2 separate regions of the Rattus norvegicus genome follow, and region 1 is linked to region 2. The links are chromatin contacts, called in public Hi-C maps. All regions are on one chromosome and are shown on one strand. The core of a region is the stretch at or near the end of the contact, and the rest is flanking DNA. Distances in the headings are between cores, read along the strand shown.

Region 1 (4,925 bases), core at 1,269-3,768, 91 kb after region 2:
TTTTTTTTTTTTTTTTTTTTTGTCTCTGGTCTTGACTTCTTCCTGAGGGCAGTGAAGGCCTTCCTGGGAGATAAATCTGGAGTCCTTTCTAGGCATTTGGTTCCTACTGCTATCCCCTGGTTGCTGCTGACCCACCACTTTCTCGTCTCTCTGTCTCACTGATGGGCTGGATAGAGAGCTCAGAGCATCAAGTACAAAAAGGGCGATAAATGGATTAGAACACTCTGACCCTCAATCTCTGTGATCTAACCGCCTTACCCAGAGGCCTTTGCATGGTCTCCTGATCCTCTAATGGCTTCAGCTACATGAATCAATTTAGCCAGGGAGGCACCGAAAAGAGAACATGGGCTAAAGATGGAAAGATCTGTCTCTCAATGAAGGGCTCAAGTGTAGCATTCTCTCCTAAAGGCACGGGTCAGCCGACCAGATGACAGCTATATAAAGCCAAAGAAAACCCAGAATAGGAACACAACTAAAAATAGTCAGGAAAGCTTGAGGAGGAAGTGCCTGACTCTTGGCGGTGGTCAAGCCATACAAGCAGCTGCTTTTGTTGCTGAGGTGGAACTGGGTGGAAGACTCAAGGGTTGGTTGAGAAGCAGTCAGTCCCAGTTGTCTACGGATGCAACGACCAAATGTGACAAGCCCCTGAAAATAATGTCTCACTTGGTGAGCCTATTAAAATTGGCTAAAATCTAAAAAGAGCTAGGAAACTAGTGTTTTATGAGCCGTGGCAACACGATCTTCCTTTCCACCAAGAGAGGCAGAGCTCGGTTTAGGACTTGGGAAAGGAAAATCACAGAATCACAAGGCCGGAGTTATTCCCGGCTACAAGGCAATGGAAAGAACAGAAGGCTGGGAGGGAGGGACTGGAGTGTCACTGTCTGCCACACTCTAGCTATGACAGAGGTGCGTATTAAGTATCTTCGAGCGTCAGTCTTCTAGAAAAGCAAATCTTCTTCCATGAGAAACACAGTCTCTGCCAAACAGAATCCTAGCGGCTCCAGTGACAAATCAAGATAGGACGACAGTAGGGCTGGGAGGATGGAGAGATAAAAGGGTCTGGGTGACCCTGACAGTGAAAGGTGCAAACCAGGGAAACAAAGAAGGGGGAGTTGGGAGCCCTTTCCCAGGAGAAGACAAACAGGTTAGCCAGCATCCTACAAGATTGCCCAATATAATTAATAAAGTGGGAAATCTTATACTACTATTTTTGTGGGTAATGTGTTAGTCTGTTTTGTGTTGCTGTTACAAAACACCCAAGACTGGGTACTTAATAAAGAAAGAAATTTTTTGGTCACGTGGTAGTAGCACAAGACTGTAATTCTAGCACTCAGGAGGCAGAGGCACCAGCCTGGTCTGCAGACTGAGTTCAAGAACAGTCAGGGCTATACAGAGAAACTCTGCCTCAAAAAGGAAGGGGGGGGAGAGGGGGGGAGGTTCTGGGGGGCTAAGAACACAGTCAGCATTTCTGGTGGGAGATATCATGTGACCATGAGAGGTAGCAAGAGTGATCCCAAAAAGCTCAACCCTTTTTTTTTTTTTTTTTTTTTTTTTTGGTTCTTTTTTTCGGAGCTGGGGACCGAACCCAGGGCCTTGCGCTTCCTAGTCAACCCTTTCTTGTTTTGTTAAAAATCACTTTTTTTTTTTGTACATGTATGTATGTATTAAGCATATAACACCATCCATGTGTGGAGGGCAGAGAACTTGAAATCAGTTCTCCCTCTTCTGTGGGACCTGAGCATTGGTCTCAGGTCAGCAGGCCTGGCAGGCACTTCTACTCACTCACTAAGGCATCTCTCCAGCCCATGGTTTTGTTTGAGACAGGGTTTCGTGTAGCCCAGGATGATCTGGAATTCTCTATGTAGCCTCGAAACCTTGATCCTCTCAAGTGCTGGATATAGGAATGCACCATGTTTGTTTTTTGCAATGCTGGGGGACCAAACTCGGGGCTTTATGCATGCTAAGCAAGCACTCCTCAACTGAGCTACAGCACTAGCCTCCCAAACTAAGCTTTAAACAATGTACACTGTTGTGGTGACACGCCAGTCCCAGGAAAGCCAGAATTTACCCTCTCAGGGAAGCATTAGCCTCTGTTATAGGCCCCAGCACCCGTCAATGGAATGGCTCCTAGTCTCAACATGTGTGGGTGAGAGAAAAAACATTCAGACCACAGCACTGAATTAATACAAATAATCTTTTTTTTCTTTTTTCTTTTTTTCGGAGCTGGGGACCGAACCCAGGGCCTTGCGCTTGCTAGGCAAGTGCTCTACCACTGAGCTAAACCCCCAACCCCCAAAATAATCTTTTAATGGGGCATTAAAAAACATCATTCAAGCCAGGTGTGGTGGCTATGCCTAACCCCAGCGCTTAAAGGATCCTGAATTTAAGGTTAGTTCAGGTTATAAGGGAGAGCAGAGCCTGTACTCAAAAAAGGTGGAAGTGTCTGGGGAAATAGATCAGAGATCAAAGGGTGCATGTGATAAGGGAAAGAACTGGAATTTGATCCCCTGAACCCACTGCTACGGTGCAGTGTGTGCTTGTGATCCCAGCTCAGGGGAGATGGCCAGAGGATCCCTGGAGCAGGCTGGCAGCTAGGCAGGCCTTATTGTAAGATCAGGCTCAAAGAAAGTAAACTGAGTTCCTTAAGGTGACATCCAGGGTTGTCCTATGTCCCCTACACACAAACACATATGTATAGCCACACACATGAACATGCACACATACATACACCAAACTATAAAGAATCAAATGAGCCAGGTGTGCTGGTTCATCCCTGTAACCCTAGCACTCGGGAAGCTGAAGCAGAAGGCTCAGAAGTTCAAGGTCACCCCCAGTTACATATGGAAACCAGTCCTGGCTAGTTTAAAATGTCAAACAAAGGAACAAAAGCCAGAGGGACTGAGAAGCTGAAGGAGTGGCTCGGAGGTTCCTGGCACTCACGTGGCAGCTCACAGTTCCAGGGAATCAGACACCCTCACTTAGCCTCCACAGGCGCCAGGCGTGCCTGTGGTACCTAGATATACACCATTACAGACACCCATTACACACACCAGTAAGTGGAAAACCTTAAAAAGCAAGCAAAACACTAGGGCCAGTGAGATGGCTCAGGAGTCAGGAGGTGAAGAGGCTAGAAACCTGAGATTGATTCCTAGAACCTACCTAAAGGGGTGCAGAGAGGACTGACTCCACAGGGTGGGACCCCACATGCTCACGGTACCATATGTAACAACACATGTGCTTCACTTTACATGGCTTCCCAGATCTGAGTTTTCCACCAGCATTGAACCCCCCAACCCTGTGCTTCAGAACACAGCGATAATTTAGACAGGAATTTAACCACAGGACAGAAGTCACCACACCAAGTGTAAGAGTTAGGAGTGGGGCTCAGGTCTGTCATTCCAACACTTGAGGGGAGGAAGAAGGATCCCAATTTGTGCTGATCTGTGGTACAGGGGTCTCTCAGAAATAGTAAATGATTTTCATTCCTTGAGTTATCTTGGCTAGGTCACACCCTCAAGGTCATCTTTGAGTCACTTGTGTGTATGTGTGTGTTTGTGGGTATGGTGTGTATATATGTGGAGGTCAGAGGCTCTCCCTTTTATTTTTCTGAAATGGGCTCTCACAGAACTTGAGGTAAATGATGTAACTGCACCAGACAGCCAGGACCTTCCTCGGCTGACGTGTTTTCTTCTGAGCTACTGCCACAGCCCTCTCTTCTTTTCTTCCCACTTCTACAACACTGCTCCCAAGTCTCTAGAGTAGCTATAGGTGTGTCCTAATACATTTGGTTTAAACACCCTCCATCCCTACCCCCTGATACAGGGCTTTTCTGTGGCCCTGGCTGTCCTGGAACTTACTCTGTAGACCAGGCTGGCCTCCAACTCAGATCCTCTTGCCTCCGACTCCTGAGTGCTGGGATTAAAGGTGTGCGGCACCACTGTCTGGTTCAGACATCATTTTTAAGAACTGAGTACCCGTTGTGGTATGTATTTCACTGTGTTGGGATTAAAAACCAAAAAAAGCAAGCTCCCCTTTCTGACCTCCAGGCCAGCCCCTGCTCTGGTCTGCCTTGTGTGCAGTCCTGAGTGATCGCAAACACGCCAATGACCCCAGTGCCTCAGACCCACATGGCCGGCTACTCTTCCCGCACCGTACACAATGACTGCGCTGAGGCTGTTCTGTGGCTGCGGTGGTTCCGTCTGAGTGTGAGCAGCCCCCTGGGTCCCAGGTTCTCTATGCGTTTCTGTGTTTGCCTTTCCTTCACTCCCTCACTGCCCCAGTCAATTTTCCAGGAGTACGTCGTGTAGAAGTCAGCACTGTACTTCCCTGGACATTCTCTCCAATTCCATCCGAGCATTAGCACCCCTCTTCCTTTCTCTCTGAGACAGGGTTTCTGTGTAGCCCTGGCTGTCCTGGAACTCACTCTGTAGTGCAGGTTAGCCTCAAACTCAGAGATCCGCCTGCCTCTGCCTTCTGAGTGTTAGGATTAAAGACATGGGCCACCATTACCTGGCCTTTTTTCTTTTTCTTTCCTTTTTTCACCCCCCTCAGTCTAGCCTTAAAGTCCCAGTAATTCTCCTGCCTTAGCCTCCAGGTAGTGGAGAACAGGTGTGAGCCACTATGTTGCCTTAACTTCCAATTTTACTCTTCCTTTGAGGGTAGACAAATCATATGAGAATTGCATCTGGAACAACTAGAAATCTGGGCTCAGGGCATGCTGGGACTTACACCCAGAACTGGCCATGCCAAACACATGTTTAACCATCAAGCCTTTCCTCCAGGCCCCTAATAACAAATTTTGAATACAGACTAGTTAAGCAATATTTAGGGATTAATTTTGCTGGACATAACTGTACTAAAGAAGTCACATTTCTTAGTGATATCGACTGAGGCAAAGTATGGATGGAATATTACTATTGCAAGAC
Region 2 (5,368 bases), core at 801-3,300:
TCGCACATGCCAAGGGATGGGGTCTGCCAGAAAGGGAAGGAGAACTCTATCAGCATCAAAGGAAAAGTCAGAGAGAAATGCTATCGGGGGCCACACCAAGAACCCCTGAGTGCTGGACACGGCAGCAGATTAATAAGGTCATTTTATGCAGCTTCTGTGCTAGCTCTTCCTCAAGTAACCTTCTGGTTGTAGCATCTGACTCCCTATTATGTCTACCCAGAGACACAAGCTACTTGTCCACACTGACAAATACTGGCTTTTCAGTTTTAACTTTCAGGTTTGTGAGTTTAGTTCATCTGAGGCCAAAGAAATTACCTTGCTCTTAGTTCAAATTACACTTAGGGAAGAGATAAGGAATAAAGGACAGTTAGCATGAGAGGTCAGGATGTTAGAAAAATGTCTAAGGACTCACTCACATTCAATACCTGGGACCAACATGGAAGAAAAAGAGCACTGACTCCAGAGCTGTCCTCTGGCCAGCTCATGTACACTGTGGCACAGTCGGAGTGAGATACATGTGTGTGCATGCACATATACACACCAGAAGAAAGAAGAGTTTAAGAACAAAACAGACTACAACATGGTATGTTCATGGGTAGCTGAGGTTAATTCAGGTCAGATGCGTATATTCACCGATAGTCACACTGCAGACAGGCTTGCCCAGTACAGTATTTACACCTTAGAAATCACTACAAACCAGGGTTTCACTGGCTCAATGGCAGTTGATCATTATTTACAAATAGTCAGTTACTATTGTACAAAGTCTAGCATAAAAATGGCACTAAATGAAAAAGCCCTTTGACATTTTCTTCCAGCTCCAGAAATGAGACAGGCCTGAAGCACTATTCTTTTACCATCAGTAGATTTTATCAGTGGATGTTATCAGAACATAGTGAGATGGGGGGCTGGAGAGATGGCTTAGAGGTACATATAGCACAACTGTTCTTCTAGAGGATCCTGATCGATTCCTAGCACCCACAAGGTAGCCAACAATAATCATAACTTCAGTCCTAAGGGACACAGATGCCAACCTCTGGCCTTTCTGGGCACTGGCACTCAAGTGACATGTAGCAAACACACGCAGGCTAAACCTCCAATACACATAAACACTTAACATGTAAAACAAGATGTAAAACTTATTTCACAGTTTTCACAATTACAGAAGGGTGGTGATATGCCTTTAATCCCGGCACTCAAGAGGTACATGCAGGCAGATCTCTGTCAGTTCAAGGGCAGCCTGATCCACAAAGCAAGCTTCAGGCCAGTTGTATAATACAGTGAGACCCTGTCTCAGAAATAAAAGGGAAAGGAAAAAAAGTCAATGAAACTTTTATGTCAACCAGAGATGATTATGTCCAAAAACTCCTACTTTCTCTGCATTAAAAGTAAATTACAGGGCTGGAGAGATGGCTCGGCAGTTAAGAGCACTGACTGATCTTCCAGAGGTCCTGAGTTCAATTCCCCAGCAACCACGTGGTGGCTCAGAACCATCTGTAATGGGATCCCTTGCACTCTTCTGATATGTCTGAAGACAGCTGCAGTGTACTCACATAAATAAAAATAAATAGATCTTTTAAAAAAAAAAAGTGAATTGCAGAGGCTGGGCATGGTGGCACATACCTTTAATTCCTATACTAGGGAGAGAAAGGCAGGTGGTTTAAGTTCAAAGCCAGCCTGGTCTACACATGGGGTTCCAGAACAGCCGGGACTACAAAGACTCTGTCTCAAAACAAAAACAAAAAGGAAAAACCTTTACACCAGCTGCATTCAGAGGGTTTTCTGTAGGAACCCTGCTGTGAGAAAGACCAGCTCTGCCTTAACTCCTTCATTTCCAGAACCTCTGGGTCGGGTCCCTCTCCCCCCCATTTCTAAAGTAAAATAATTCACTCATTATGCAAATTATGGGGCGACCACTGAAGAACAATCCAGTTTCTCTGTTGGAGGCTCCAGCTTAACTATCTCCAAACCCAGGGCTATTTCCACATACAAAAGAATTATGGGAATGCCTCCAGCAAGGCAGCCATGCAAGAAGGGCAGGGCATTCCCACTCTCCAGCCCACAGTCCGGGGCCAAAGTCTCTCATATCAGAGCACTCCTAAGTGTAGGCTGCAGAGGTCTGACACTGCCAGCCCTTCTGCCAACAATTTTATTACAAAATCTAAGTCCCTCTTTTAGAAATCAGACTACAATTTCCCCAGAACAAAAGTCAATTTAAACTAACTTGTATCTGACACACACTTTTTTATTTTGAGATATTAATCCTCATCCTTATCAATCTCTCTGCTAGAAAATCAATGCACTCAGAGTTCTAGACTGAGATACCAACGCCTTTATCACTGGAACCTCTATGCAAATGAAGCCCTGCTTTCTCAGAAGATAAGACAAACAAAGATCAGAACAACTATGTAATACTGGGACAGAAAGCAAAGGTCAGGGGGTAAATGACCTGGAAAGGGGAAGATCTGTGTGTGTACAAAAATAATTGTGGCACTCCCATGATATGGTAGTGGCATGCCTTATATGTGGAAAGCGAAAAGCAAGAATTCAAGGTCATCTACAAGAGACCTTGTCTCAAAAAGGAGGGTAGGGTATATAGGGCTGGGGAGATGGCTCAGTCAGTAAAGAAGAGGTCCTGAGTCCAGAGCCCTAGGCACCCTCAGAAAACAGACACACCTCTAATTCCAGTGCAGAAGCAGCACAGGCTTAACTTTATTTGGAACGAAAATGAATTTTGGGGAGAAGCTGATAAATAAGCCTTGTATAAAAGTAGTTCCAAGCCTTGAACCCTAGCACTGGGGAGACAAGACACAAGAGAGTTTCAGTGACTTTGACACCAGCCTGGAATCACACCAGGTTCTAGGTTAATCTGGCCTATACAGCAGGGTTGTCTTAGAAAGAAAGAAAGGAAGGGAGGGAGGGAGGGGAGGAGAGGGGAGAGGAGGGAGACAGGCAGAGGAGGGGGTAGGAGAGGAGAGGAGGAGGGGAAGGGAGGAAGGGAGGGGAGGGGAGGGAGACAGATGGGGGGGAGGAGAGGAGAGGAGGAGGGGAAGGGAGGAAGGGAGGGGAGGGGAGGGAGGAAGGAAGGATGGATGCGGGAGGGAGGGAGGGAAGAACCCAGTGTGAATGCAATCTTGGCATTCTGGAGGCTGAGACAGAAGACTGCCCATAAATTCAAAACTTTAAAGCCAGGAAAAGCCAGGATGCACCCAGTGTTGCTCTGGTAACAAAAATGAGAAGAAGCCTGGACGGAAGCAAACAAGGTACAGAGAGACCTCCAGCAGGAAGTCTGCTACAGCAGGAGCGCAGAGACGGGTACAGACTCTTCACATATGGAATAATGACGTTTCTCGTGTGAAATAAATGTTTGCCTGTTAATACCTGGCCACCTGCATTCAAGCCCCGGAATCCATCAGGGTGGAGACAGAACCAACTCACAATGTTCTCTGACCTTTTGCTCAGGGGCACATGCACCACCTACCCCACACATCATTCACAAGCACAGGTAATTTTTAAAAATTATTCAATATAAACCAAGTAACCTTCCAAATAAAATTGAAGTTTTAGAGTGCAGACTTTAAAAGTTGGGAAACACAAGGCCAAGCACAGTGGTACATGTATTAATCTCAGCGCTTGAGAAGCTGAGGCAGGCATCTCTCTGAATTTGAAGCCTCATTGCCCCTCCTCCCATATGACTGACTGGAAAGCACAGTATTTAAGTCAATTGGCATCATAAAATAGAGAAAAGCCTCAGTGTTCATTGTTTATATATAAATCAGTGTTGGTCCATGAGGCGTCCACCTCCTCGTGGCCACCACTGCCCTCATTCCCTGCACACCAGTACCCAGCTACCACTCTAAGCACCTGTGGCCTGTTTGTCTCATGTAAGCCCCACCACTGTTTCACAAGAACACCAGTACATTCTAAGTTAAGAGCCTTGCCTCAAGACCCCTGCAGAGTGGATGGAGAACCAAGTCCAACTTGGCTGGTCCTATTCTTGCCTGCACTCCCTGACATTACTCTTACACTGGGATAACATCTGAAAAGAGAACAAATGTAACCTGTAAGCTAGGAGCACATGCTTGCTTGTCTTTCTTCCTTGAACTCAGTGCAGATCTTAGAACCCAGGTGGGTCACTGCTTAAGGAGATAAAAATTATCAACTAAGCATCGCCAGGTATGACACTTACGCCAGGAGAATAGGAGTTTACAGTGCCAAATACTAGCTCAGATAGATCAACTCTTAAACAGCAGGTCTGTGAGCAGGACAGCCCATACAGAGAGGAAGAGATTCTGGTAAAGCAGATGCTGCATCGACGTACTCTGAGGTCACGTCACAGGAGACTTGAAGAGCACACGCCCTCACTAACTGACCCAGGTTTCAACAGGAGCCTTATGGAAGCTAACTTCATCTCTGAGACACTCCCTGCCACCCACTGCAGAGCGTTGTCAGTGTGATGGTACAGAATTTAGCAGCTGAGCGTCAAAGCCTAGGCTGGCTGCCGCAGTCTCCAACTGTACTTAACCTAAGCCTTAGCTTCTCCTCTGTGAACGCCATCTCGTACAGTCCTTTTGAGGACCAAGGAAGTCATGTAGAGTGCTCAGCACAGGACACTCTGCCACGTCAGCTGGTATGGCTACTGATGGTATGTCCTGGCTTAGAGGAGGTATTCATAGAACCTTTGCCACTAGTACAAGCCTCAGGATAATGACAACCAACCTCCTCCACCACCACCAGGCATGATCTTTAGGGGAAGCTGCATCTTTCCCTGAGGTTGTGAAAATAACTTTTATGGCTTTACAGGAATGAGAGAAACATTTCATAAAACTAAAACCACCAGCTTGCCTCCCTTTAGTTAAAGGAAGGGTTCTTGATCTGCTTCAGTCTGTAAACTATTTATTCCACTGCTAGTGCCTGCAGGCAGGCAGACAAGTCCCGTACCCTAGAAACACCTCACTGTGGCTCTCAGAAGACTGAGGCAGAGAGCAGCCATTCCACAGTGGCACTGGACCCCGAAGAGCTGCTTATCTGCATCTATGACCACAACAGCAGCAAACAGACCAGGCTACATGGCCCAAACTAAGCTGCCCATCTTTCAGAAGAATTCTGCATGCAGCATTGCAAGCATGCAGCTGCCTCTGAACCCCCTTGGCATCTCTAAACCACAAAGATGGTGATTTCTATGGGATTCCCTTTCAACAGTTAGTTAGGATATAGAAACAAGACCTAAAGCAGTTAAAAGCAACCTTTAGCAAAATATTCCTTGACCTCTTTCAGACTAAGTCCACTTCAGCCAAAATGCACTCTCCACATCAAGACAGAACAAAACCGTAACCCACCCACCCACAGCCTGAGAGTACTTTCTCAGATG

The links. Hi-C and Micro-C count contacts between places; a contact is called where the count stands out from the background.
Region 1: a contact with region 2 is called in a Hi-C map of hepatocytes, with 1.7 times the contacts expected there. The contact joins two enhancer-like sites. A contact is called at or near these places in 9 of 12 Hi-C or Micro-C datasets (the A7r5 cell line, the Rat2 cell line, Schwann cells and 4 more).

What each region holds. Positions count from the first base shown.
Region 1 is chr4:59,952,348-59,957,272 of GRCr8, forward strand. No RefSeq gene overlaps it. Among named protein-coding and RNA genes, the nearest start is that of Zc3hc1, 25 kb to the right of the region's middle. Within about 2 kb of position 2,519, at least 17 of the 93 cell types and tissues checked have an H3K27ac peak or open chromatin away from gene starts, as enhancers often do. A contact at or near this core is called in hepatocytes and liver, where this site is marked.
Region 2 is chr4:59,862,136-59,867,503 of GRCr8, forward strand. The region is part of intron 1 of Ube2h (ubiquitin-conjugating enzyme E2H); the gene reads right to left. Among named protein-coding and RNA genes, the nearest start is that of Ube2h, 33 kb to the right of the region's middle. Within about 2 kb of position 2,051, at least 8 of the 93 cell types and tissues checked have an H3K27ac peak or open chromatin away from gene starts, as enhancers often do. A contact at or near this core is called in hepatocytes and liver, where this site is marked.